Linked DNA regions of Zea mays: region 1 is linked to region 2. The links are chromatin contacts, called in public Hi-C maps. All regions are on one chromosome and are shown on one strand. The core of a region is the stretch at or near the end of the contact, and the rest is flanking DNA. Distances in the headings are between cores, read along the strand shown.

What was found. Hi-C and Micro-C count contacts between places; a contact is called where the count stands out from the background.
Region 1: a Hi-C map of leaf shows a contact between it and region 2, with 10 times the contacts expected there. The contact joins the promoter of LOC100278846 here to the promoter of LOC100382483 in region 2. A contact is called at or near these places in 2 of 25 Hi-C or Micro-C datasets (bundle sheath and leaf).

The regions. Positions count from the first base shown.
Region 1 is chr2:67,294,471-67,300,925 of Zm-B73-REFERENCE-NAM-5.0, forward strand. It overlaps LOC100278846 (Protein AUXIN SIGNALING F-BOX 3), which reads left to right and starts at 2,533. Exons shown (of 5, transcript XM_008671272.3): 1 at 2,533-3,142; 2 at 3,244-4,124; 3 at 5,014-5,506; 4 at 5,585-6,401. The coding sequence starts at 3,673. The coding sequence ends at 6,367.
Region 2 is chr2:66,873,795-66,879,827 of Zm-B73-REFERENCE-NAM-5.0, forward strand. It overlaps LOC100382483 (Polynucleotide adenylyltransferase family protein), which reads left to right and starts at 2,482. Exons shown (of 13, transcript NM_001175222.1): 1 at 2,482-2,708; 2 at 2,820-2,945; 3 at 3,686-3,783; 4 at 5,099-5,185; 5 at 5,586-5,716; 6 at 5,791-5,863; 7 at 5,948-5,993. The coding sequence starts at 2,537.

The DNA of each region.
Region 1 (6,455 bases), core at 1,283-3,782, 420 kb after region 2:
AGTCAGTTGCCTGACGTTGAGAGAGAGAGAGAGAGAGTAGCTAAGACTAATCACAATGGAGGTTTTATGAGATGTTTCATGTATTAATTAGTCTGCCACATCAGCTATTTTGATGACATGTCACATCATTTAAGAAGGAAGAGTTTCATGGAGTTTCATGGAGATGAAACCATGTTAGGGCTTGTTCGGTTAGCTCTCAATCCATGTGGATTGAGTGGGATTGCATGGGTTTGAATCCCAAACAAGTCAAACTTCTTCTCATTTTTTTTCAATCCCATCCAATCCATGTGTGTTGGGAATAACCGAACAAAGCCTTAACTTGTTTCCAAGGTCTTGGAAACTGTGTGAAACCCCCACTGAGAGTGTTTTGTTTCACCTTCATATAATTGAGTAAATCCTATTGGTTATTTATATGCAATATTTAAGAAGTATGTTGACATATGAAATAGTGAGATGAAACTCTCTATTGAGAGAGGGTGTTTCATACATCCATAAAATTGATGTGGCATTTTTAGAAACAGGGACATGAAATCCTCACTGTGATTAGCCTAACTGTAATGTGAACAACCATTAGTTCTCAGTTTTAGCGGACGTGCATATACGCTTTGATGTTTTTTAATCTTTTTGTGTGTGTAATAGAGCGGGGAAACCTGTTCGTCTAATAACAAAGACCAGACTCACGCCACGTAAGAACTTGTTCGATTAGCTCTCAATTTATATGTATTGAGTAGGATTAGATGAGTTTGAATCTCAAACAAGTCAAACTTATTCTTAATTTTTTCTAATACCATTCAATACATATGTACTGGGAATAACTGAATAAAGTCTAACAGGTGGTCATGTGTACCTTTTCCATGAGAAAACTGGATGCCATCCGAAATTCAAACCCATGGACGGTCGATTTCGAGTGAGCGATGGCGGCCAGGTCATGTGTACCCTCTCGTTCAGAAAAACAGCACAGCGAGCAGTCGAGATGGTTAAGGATTAGTTTAGGAACCCCAATTTTCTAAAGAATTTTGATTTTTCTAAAAGAAATTAGTTTATTTTTCTATAGAAAAATAGAAATTATTTAGGAATTAGGGTTCTCAGACTAGCTCTAAAGAAAAGAGGGAAAAAAAAACTGGTGCTGGTGGAAGCTGATGCTGGAAAAAAGACTGATGGATTTGGCAGAGGCTGAGGTCACATTTGCCCTGTCCGTCCGTCCGTCCATCCGCCATCTAATCATTAATTAACGATTTTTAATATTAATGTTTTAGGTGCAGCTTGCTTGAATGCTGCTGCTGTGCTGAGAGACGGACGGATGGATGGACGCACGCAGTAGACTGGTCGTACATTCTCCGTATGCACCTGCGGACTGCGGTACGTACTAGTCCTGCGTGTGCCAATGTGCCATCGCAAGTTGCAGATCACCACGCCGCGCGAGCACAGGCGCAGGACATGACAGGACCCTTGCTTTTGCTTTCCTGTGGGCTCTTAATTACTTGGGGGCACCGATCGGCGATCGATTGTACTCCTATACATGGTGCCATGCAGTGCCTTGCAATCATCGCGCTGCAGTAGCTCGTCTTGGTCCATGTGTAGGGCTGAAAAATTAGCTCGAGGCTCGCGAGCCGGCTCGAGCTCGGTGCGGCTCGGCTCGGAGCGGCTCGCGAGCCTCGAACGAGCCGAGCCGAGCCTTTTCTTCGAAATCGTTTTTTCAGCGAGCCGAACCGAGCCAGCTCGCGAGCCGGCTCGCGAGCCTTGCAAAAATGATCAATTTATGGAATAATAATGAATATTAGATAATTTTATGGATAATAGATCATTTTTTAGTCTTTGATAATGAATATATAATGTTAATTCACCAAATAATGCAACGATAAGTACCAGAATATGGCTCGCGAGCCGAGCCGAGCCAGCTCGCGAGCCGAGCCGAGCCAGCTCGCGAGCCAAGGTCGAGCCGAGCCGAGCCTCTTTCGCCAGCTCGTGAAATGGACGAGCCGAGCCGAGCTCGTTCAGTCACCAAGCCGAGCTCGATTCGGCTCGTTTCCAGCCCTATCCATGTGTGCTATTGGTTTCTTAAATATTTACGTGTCGGGAATCAGTTTGTTGATCATTTTAAAAAGATTATTATTTTTAGACACATAATTTCTTATATACCACATTTCACCTATTGTTTATTACAATCAAGATACTTCAACATTTATTAATAAATATTACATATATAGTGATCTCGTAAGTTTGTGACTCGACTAATAAAAAACCCTACGAACAACATTTTATTGAAAAATTAACTTTTTTTAATTTTTTTTGTTAAGTTATTGATGAACTGGATTTCTAGCTGTAGAAGATATAATACGTTTACTTATCAAAAATTATATATCACATAGAATACAATTCTATCATGGAGGGAAAACAAAGATAAACATACAATGTCAAATAAATGATGAAAACATGGTATATCAGAGTTAAAAGAGTTAAAAGCCGAGACATTACTCAATCTACGATGAAAAAAGAAATAAGAGGTGTATAGCCGCCAAGCACAGATGGGGACCACTTGTGTGTGCGCTTAGCAATTTGTGCCCTTTTTCTGACACCCTCACTTCTTATCCGGAAGCGGTGGATAGGGACACATGCGCCCGCCCGGGTCGCATCCCGACCCGCGCCACCGGTCCGACCAGACCGCCGACCGGCTCAGCCGGTTCACCACTTCTCACTTCACCTGCCTGCCGCTTCCTGCTTTCCCGTTCCTGAAAGAGAGAGAAGCATATCCTCACTCTAGTCTCTCTCGCCCCATCCCCTTCCCCGTCCCTCCTCCAGCTCCCTCTCCTCCGGCTGCTGCCCCTCCACCGTCCGCCCCTCCTCCCCGCTGCCGGCCACTTCCGGACTTCCCCGCCGCGTTACCTCCTCCTCCTGGCGCTTCCCGCTTGGCGGTTGCCTGGGATTTACCCCCGCTCTGTTCCCCTTTCGGGGAACGCCTTCAGAGGCAGGACGGGTACTTGGTCCGGGAGGCGCGGCGACGGCGACAGCGGCGAGTGATTTTCGGTCGCCAGAGGGAGAGTTTTTTTTAACGGGGTTTTGGTGGGAAGGAAGGAGGCGGCCGCGAGTAGGCGAGACGTTCATGGGTTAGATCTGGCGGTCCGGCGGCGCGGATCTGAGCGAGGTAGGCTGTCGCATTTTTTGCCCCCTCGGGCGTCTGTTTCCATTTCCTTGCAGTTGCCTGCAGTTGGCAGGAGCTGAAGGCTACCCAATCTCTCTCTGCAGGTTTCGGTGGAGAGATCGGGTGGTGGTCACTATCTTCGCCTCATTTCGAGTAGATGGAGCGTCTCATGGCCAAATCGGGCATGTATGGCGGATTCTGCTACTGTCTGAAGCAGCGTTGCCTGCAGATCTGAAAGTCACTTGGTCTCCTTGCCCAGTTGACCTTACTGAATGACATTGCTTTCCGCGGTTTGACTGTCATTACATCCTTTTCGGTGTCTGATCAAAAATTTTTAGCACGAGATGACGTGCTTCTAGTTGTTGTTGATATCTTGTCCTGAGTTGAGTAAACCTGAAGCTGGAAAGGAGCGGATCACATTCGTGCTCTTGCTCTTGTTGACTTCTAGGTCTATCTTAGATACCTAGAGGCTGGAAGGGGTCAGATCCAGTTCCTGTGGTCCTAGTAACAAGGTCCTCTTGGGGGAAGGCGCCATGACCTACTTCCCCGAGGAGGTGGTAGAGCACATCTTCAGCTTCTTGCCATCGCACAGCGACCGGAACACGGTCTCCCTTGTGTGCAAGGTGTGGTATGAGGTCGAGAGGCTGAGCCGACGAGCGGTGTTCGTAGGGAACTGCTACGCTGTGCGCCCTGAGCGTGTGGTGCTGCGGTTCCCCAATATAAAGGCCCTCACGGTGAAGGGGAAGCCTCACTTTGCAGACTTCAACCTTGTGCCGCCTGATTGGGGTGGCTACGCAGGGCCATGGATTGATGCAGCAGCAAGGAGCTGTGTTGGTCTCGAGGAGTTGCGCATGAAGCGGATGGTTGTGTTTGATGAGAACCTTGAGCTGCTAGCTCGGTCATTCCTGAGATTCAAAGTCCTTGTCCTTATCAGCTGCGAGGGGTTTAGCACCGATGGTCTAGCTGCTATTGCGAGTCACTGCAAGTGAGTTTTCCAAATGCTAGTACCTTATTAGAGTTTTCTATGGCTTTTTTGTTAAGTGCATCATTTTGCCTTTCCTGATCTGCATCGTAACCTTTTTAAGGACGTACTGATGCCACTATTTAGTCCTTAAGCAGCTTTTGCAAGTCATTGCAAATGACTTTGCCAAGAATATCGAAGTTCACTCTTTTTTTCTAATAAAATTAATCAAAAATTATTTCCTTGGCAACGTTGTATGCAATTACCTTTTGATATGTCATTATTTAGTCCTTAAGCAGCTATTGCAAATGATCACGCCTTGAAAATTTTGTTTCTTTAAGAGCGTCACAGTTTACTTCCTTAACAATGTTGTACGCAGTTACTTCTTCGTATAGGGAACTAGAACAGTACACTTTTGTGCTTTCTTTTATTTTCTCTAATGCTTATCAGTTAGGTGCCATTGCTTGTTAGTTTTCTATAAGCTTATCTTCTGATTGTGTTTTCATTCCATTTTACAACTGTTCAAGTCATGCATTGTCCTGCTCATGCTCCCTTAATGAGCTGAACTGTGATGAACCATTTTATTCAAGTGGTATTTGATCTGTTCTTGCATTTGCTCTTTAGATATTTTACCATTTTTTGCTGTATGACTTCTATAATTTAATTCAGTTTGATGAATTAATACAGTTTTAGCCATATTGCATATAGTTAAGTGGTTGTGTTGTGGCTGTACTGCATATGACTTTTCTAGGACTGGATGCAAATTCGCATGCAGTTATTCAACAAATTATTATCATTAGTAATATCAGTAGTAGTTGAATGCTTTTAGCTGAATCCGTCAAGTTTTTGTTGTTACATGGTATTTCATGGTTAACGTGTTGACTCTGCTTTTTTTCTTCTATCTGTTATCTAGGCTCCTGAGGGAGTTAGATTTGCAGGAAAATGATGTGGAGGACCGTGGGCCCAGATGGCTTTCCTTCCCTGATTCCTGCACTTCGCTGGTCTCCTTGAATTTCGCTTGCATCAAAGGGGAGGTGAATTCTGGTGCGTTGGAGAGACTTGTTGCTAGGTCTCCAAATCTACGCAGTTTGAGGTTGAATCGTTCTGTTTCAGTAGACACACTCTCAAAGATACTATTGCGAGCCCCAAATTTGGAAGACTTGGGGACAGGTAATCTGACAGATGAGTTCCAAGCTGAGTCCTATTCCAGGCTTACTAGTGCTCTGGAGAAATGCAAAAAGCTGAGAAGTCTGTCTGGATTTTGGGATGCTTCTCCTATTTGTGTTCCGTATATCTATCCCCTCTGTCATCAACTAACAGGCCTAAACTTGAGTTATACTCCCACACTGGATTATTCTGATCTAGCTAAAATGGTCAGCCGCTGTGTGAAACTCCAGCGTCTCTGGGTGAGTTCCCTTCTCTTTGTGTTGGCTTGATATTTCTGTACGTTGAGAGAACCACATAATGAATTTGATCCTCCACAGGTACTGGATTGCATTTCAGATAAGGGTTTGCAAGTGGTGGCCTCCAGTTGCAAGGACCTACAAGAACTCAGGGTGTTTCCATCAGAATTTTATGTTCCTGGTGCTTCTGCAGTGACAGAGGAGGGACTTGTTGCAATATCGTCAGGCTGCCCAAAACTGACCTCTTTGCTGTATTTCTGTCACCAGATGACCAATGAAGCGCTAATTACTGTAGCTAATAACTGCCCAAATTTCATCAGATTTAGACTCTGTATCCTTGAGCCAAAGAAGCCAGATGCCATGACAGGCCAGCCGTTAGATGAAGGTTTTGGTGCGATTGTCCGTGAATGCAAAGGGCTAAGACGTCTGTCAATATCAGGTCTTCTCACAGACAAGGTTTTCATGTATATTGGAAAACATGCAAAATACCTCGAAATGCTTTCTATAGCATTTGCTGGAGATAGTGATAAGGGGATGATGGACGTGATGAACGGGTGCAAGAATCTGAGGAAGCTTGAGATCAGAGACAGTCCATTTGGCGATGTTGCACTCTTGGGAAATGTTGCCAAGTATGAGACAATGCGATCCCTTTGGATGTCTTCATGCAATGTCACATTAAAGGGGTGCCAGGTCCTTGCATCGAAGATGCCGATGCTCAATGTGGAGATCATGAATGAACTAGATGGAAGTAGTGAAATGGAGAACCATGGAGACCTCTCTAAAGTGGACAAGTTATATGTTTACCGCACAACTGCTGGAGCGAGGGATGATGCACCAAATTTTGTTAAGATCCTACAGAGCTAGCCGCGACTACCCTTATATCTTCCCACCTTGAGAGGTGATACTTCTCTTTTATCCACCTTTTTATCTGGAAGTATCATTTGCCTGCTTA
Region 2 (6,033 bases), core at 1,232-3,731:
CGACAAAAGCCTCCAAGCGAGTATCAACACTCCCTTCGAGGCTCGGGGGCTACTGTCGGGGACCATAATTAGGGGTACCCCCAAGACTCCTAATCTCAGCTGGTAACCCCCATCAGAACAAAGCTGCAAAGGCCTGATGGGCGCAATTAAGGTCAAGGCTCAGTCCACTCGAGGGACACGATCCCGCCTCGCCCGAGCCCAGCCTCGGGCAAAGCCAGCCGACCCCGGAGGATTCACGTCTCGCCCGAGGGCCCCCTCAAGCAACGGACACACCTTCGGCTCGCCCGAGGCCCAGTCTTCGCAGAGAAGCAACCTTGGCCAGATCGCCACGCCAACCGACCATATCGCAGGAGCATTTAATGCAAGGATGGCCTGACACCTTATCCTGACGCGCGCTCTTCAGTCGGCAGAGCCGAAGTGACCGCAGTCACTTCGCCGCTCCACTGACCGACCTGACAAGAAGACAGCGCCGCCTGCGTCGCTCCGACTGCTGTGCCACTCGACAGAGTGAGGCTGACAGCAGCCAAGTCCGGCCTTGGGCGCCATAGGAAGCTCTGCCTCGTCCGACCCCAGGGCTCGGCCCTCGTCTCGGCCTCGGACGACGAACTCCGCCTCGCCCGACCCTAGGGCTCGGACTCAGCCTCGGCTCCGGAAGACGACGAACTCCGCCTCGCCCGACCCCAGGGCTCGGACTCAGCCTCGGCTCCAGAAGACGACGAACTCCGCCTCACCCGACCCCAGGGCTCGGACTCAGCCTTGGCCTCGGACGACGGTCTCCGCCTCGCCCGACCCAGGGCTCGGACTCAACCTCGACCTCGGAAGACAGACTCGACCTCGACCTCGGAGGAGCCTCCGCCTCGCCCGACCCAGGGCTCGGACCGACCACGTCACAGGGGGGACCATCATTACCCTACCCCTAGCTAGCTCAGGCTACGGGGAACAAGACCCGCGTCCCATCTGGCTCGCCCCGGTAAACAAATAATGATGGCGCCCCGCGTGCTCCATGACGACGACGGCTCTCAGCCCCTTACGGAAGCAAGGAGACGTCAGCAAGGACTCGACAGCCCCGACAGCTGTCCTTCAGCAAGGCTCCAGCGCTCCTCCGACGGCCACGACATCATATGAACAGGGTGCCAAAACCTCTCCGGCTGCCACGACGGCATGTACTTAGGGCTCTAGCTCCTCTCTGCTAGACACGTTAGCACACTGCTACATCCCCCATTGTACACCTAGGCCCTCTCCTTATGCCTATAAAAGTAAGGTCCAGGGCTCTCGTACGGAAAGGTTGGCCGCGCGGGAGATCGGGCCGACGCGTAAGTCCCTCGCTCTCTCTCACGCGGACGCTTGTAACCCCCTACTGCAAGCGCACCCGACCTGGGCGCAGGACAATACGAAGGCCGCAGGGTTCCCCTTTTGCCTGTCTCCTTTCCCCCCTTCGTGCTCCGTCTCGCGCCGACCCATCTGGGCTGGGACACGCGGCGACAATTTACTCGTCGGTCCAGGGACCCCCCGGGGTCGAAACGCCGACAGGTTGAGTCGTTGCAATAGTAGTAATCCGTCACTTTATAGATCCTGAGCCCCATGGACAACTTTATCTTCTCCGCACGTAATCCTAATGATACTTAGATTCTCTACACAGCCAGATTCTTCTCACAGCTAGATTCTCGGAAAAGCTGGTCAGAAAAAAGCTGAACCAAACAGACCCTTTGAGCTTCTTTCGCAGAAGTTTTCCACCTCCATTTGTAGCCATTGGATGAGGATATAAAGATCCATGCTGCCAGTTTGCAGGATTGCACACTGATATACTACTAGAGATCACACTTCTATGTTGGACTTAGGATCTTCTCGACATTGATCTGACAAATAAATTTGACAAGTGAAAAATGTTTTCTGCTGATGGAGCAAAAGAAGGCTTTATTCGGATTCATTGTTCCTTTATCTGGAAGTCCATCAAGTATGGATGTGTTACACATTGAGTATATGATTGGATTAATTTGATAAGCATTAATGCAATGCATAATCTAGGTGTAATAAGTCTCTAGTTCTATCATACACTGTCAGCCAAAATGCTGCAGGTGTGTTGCATGTAAATTCAGTGGCACCTCAATGTTAAGAACGAGAGAAGCATTCGGCTGAACTAGGACTCTGTTCGGCATTAATTATGATGTTTTATTAAAAAATAATCATATATTATTATTTATGCAGCAATGCAAAGTAAACATTTTTCTGATTAATTAACTAGATTCCATAGCTCAGTATATCAAAAATTCAAAATAGAACCACTTTTATCAACAATGGCCCATCAATCAAAAGCCCACTACCATATATGGGTAGATTCATGGTACGAACTCTAAAACCCTACGGCCCATGGGCCACAAAGAAGCCCACCGATAGAGGCAACGAATGGAACGAAGAGGATCTGGCATAATGGGCATATTCGCCGCCGTCAGCCTATCCACCCTCCTCCGCCGCTCGCCTGCCCGCTGCTGCGCTTCACCCCGCTCTCGCCTCCCGCCGCCGCGCCGTCCCGGTCGCGATGGCCCTGCGCTCCCCGGATCTGCGGTGGCTCGGATCGCTCACGAGGCCCGGCCGCCTTGCACCATCCCCACTCGCCGCGCTCGCCTCCCCACGGCGCCGCCGCCGCGCACCGTCCCCTTCGCCCTCGCCCTCCGACTCCTCCACCCCATCTACCGCCCCTACATCCGACAGTAAGTCTCCCCTCCGTTCTTGCTGTTGGTCCAGTGGTGACGTGACGGCGAAATGCTAGCCCCAAGGGTTTTGCTTTTCTTTACCTGGTGGGCGCTGAGCATTCTCTGCAGGTGGGCCGGGAGCGGAGGGGATGGAGGGGCTGGAGTGGAAGAAGATCAGTGCCAAGAGGTTCGGGATCAAGGAGTCCATGATCCCCCCCGAGGCCTGGAACGTACTACACCGCCTCCGCAGCAGAGGTGCGTCCTCCACCCCAATGTCCCTGCTAGTGTTTGCTTTGTTGTCCTGCCAAATCCTGAAATGCCACTGCTGAGGTTGGATTTCAGTCCGGTGTCCTGCGACTGAACTAGTGGATCGAGTACTTAGTTACAGGTCAAATGTCAGAACAAATGCAGACAGGATTTAATACTCAACTCAGCCTCATATAAAGCAAATATAATAGTTGCATTTTACTTAATTAGAATTGAAACTATCTTTTATCTATACTGCAACAGAATCCATCTATTTTTTATTTGAATAAATTTGAGTAGTTTGGATAAAATCATATTTCAGAATGAAAGATGTAAGGCATACTTTGTTTTGTGAAGATATAAATGTGACTAGAGGAGAAACGGTTAATTGGATATGAAAAATGCAAAACCATATTTGTATCCTGTTCGGTACTAGTAGTCGATTAATATAGCTAATCAGATATGAATGTGATTTCAATTCCATTGTACTTTTCTCCATCTGTTAATTAGGTGCTTGAGTATCCTTTGTTGTTGCTAGGGGTGGTAATGGATCACGATCCAAATGTTTCTTCACGATTCGTTCGAGCCCTTAATTAATTTTAGCTCAAAAATAAATAGAAATACAGCCTGATCCAAATACGATCTGATCCTTAAATTTTATAGCGTAAAATTTAGATCCCATTACCACCCAGTTGTTGCTGGTTCATTGCATTACTTGCTTGGTTGATATGTTTCACTTTTTTTGGCAGGATATGATGTGTACCTTGTTGGTGGTTGTGTTCGAGATCTCATAATGAAAAAGACGCCAAAGGATTTCGACATAATAACAACAGCTGATCTTAGGCAGGTTATAACTCAAATTAACAATGATGTGATCATGATGTAGCGGTATTACTGGAATGAAGGTCTACTCAAGTTTTGAGGCATCATGTGATGGAGCTATTCTTTCACTGAAACGCGTAGATATTTTAAGTTTGCTGTCATAGTTTTGCAAATAGCAGGTACTACTTTGTTGCTAAAGAACTATGACGTGACTAATTTGCTGGTTATAACTGACAGAGTTACTTTCAATGTATTGGGTGTAAAATTTCAGTTTTTAAATCTACTATATTAAAGCACCAATTTCAAGGGTCGTCCTGAGTCACCCTTCCCGTTTAATGCAAAAATAAAGTAAAATTATGCATAAATGGGGGTTTGAACCTTGGTTGTTAGCTTCACATTCACAACCACCTAACCAATAGAACACACATATTTTTGTGTCTTATTAAAACAAAGTCTACTCATATGATATATATGAACCGTGGCAATGCACATGCAACTGACTAATGTACTTTGATTATGTGTATTGTATAAACACGTAATATCCAAAGTGTACATTGAAGTATGGTTATGTTGTTGTTTTGAAATGTACTGTTGATGTGCAGCTAATAACCTCAAGCCTGTTTGTACGAAATGCAGTGAGACTGCTTGGTAACTTTATATTCAAGTTTTTCAATCGTACACAAGTACACACTGAACAGAGCCTAGCCATTTTAAGGTTACTCTGTGTAAAAGTGATCCTGTATGATGTGAGGATGTCTTGCTTGGAAACAATGATCTTGGTTTACTTAAACTTTTGTTCTTTATAGATTTCAGTGTATTCTTATGTTGCCTTTTGATGGCAGTGACAAATCATTCATATCAGACAATCCTGAATATTTTACAAAGGTGTGAGATATTCGTGAATCATCAATTTTGCATTCTCCAGCTTCTATGTGACATCATTTTGGGAGTCGAAAAATTGACATAAATAATTTTAATCTTGTCAAACATATGTTTTATATGGATGATTCTATGTGAAAACTGAAAAGAGATGATTGGATGTGGCCTTCTGTAGAATAGACATTTCTATCAGTTTATGGCATATGTACCAGTGCCAAAAAAATTGCCAGTGTGTATGCTTGTTTAAATTTCCCCTACTTGTGCAATGCTTCTTCGTTTATTTCAATATCAATATGTTGGGTAAAAGAAATACATTTTGCATAATTCAGCGCAGATGGTGATTGATTCATTCTGTTTGTTAAGTTTTCATGTTCAGAATTGTTAGTTGAGATGCCAGAGAATATATTGCTTATACAATGTTTTCGTGCCAATTAAAATTATTATTATCTTAAACTCTGCAGGTGAAAGACACTTTCTTAGGATCAGCTGTTATAGTAGGAAGGCGTTTTCCCATATGTCATGTACATGAGAACAATTCCATCGTTGAGGTTCGTGCAACTTTTTACCGATTGTAAATTTAGCACCCTCTGCACAACACATATCTATAGTCATTAGCTTAATCTTGCCAAACTGCACACTTTGTTGTTGGCATTTGCTGAATCAAAATTCTGTTTTGCACTGGAGTGGGCAACTAAAAAAACTCGGCCGGGGAGGGAAAGACCATCCTCCCGGTATTATTTTAAGAAGAGACCGAAACATGGTCCCGGCCGAGAAAATCTCCGAACCCTAGCCCCGTATCACTAGCGGGCCGTCACCGCCCACTCTGCAACGGCCCTACCGGAGGGTGACGTGCAGGACGTAACCCGGAAGCCTTAACCATTACGCTAGAGGCCCTTTCGCTGGAGTGGGCAACTAGCAAGATATATCTTAATTCCTTCTTATTTGCAGGTGTCAAGTTTTAATACTTGTGCAAGGGGATCAAGTGGTAGCCAGATTTACAATTCAAAGAGCCAAAATTGTAGCAAGAATGATTTTGTTCGCTGGAAGAACTGCCAAAGGAGGGACTTCACAATTAATGGGTTAGTACTTCTGTACTTTCAAATATTATGGATACCATATTGCAGTTTGTAATTTTTTTCTTGGAGATTTGCAGGTTAATGTTTAACCCATATTCAGAAAAGATCTATGATTACTTGGGAGGCATTGAAGATATTAAGAAAGCTAAGGTCTGTGGTACTTATTTGTTTGATATTTGCACCTATTGAACATTCTTTTTTTGCGCTCATTTTGCAGTTTTCTTCCTTTAATAGGTCCGTACTGTAATTCCTGCTGGCACTTCGTTTCAGGAGGACTGTGGTCAGTATCTGAAGTTAACTATTTCTTTTATTATAGTTCT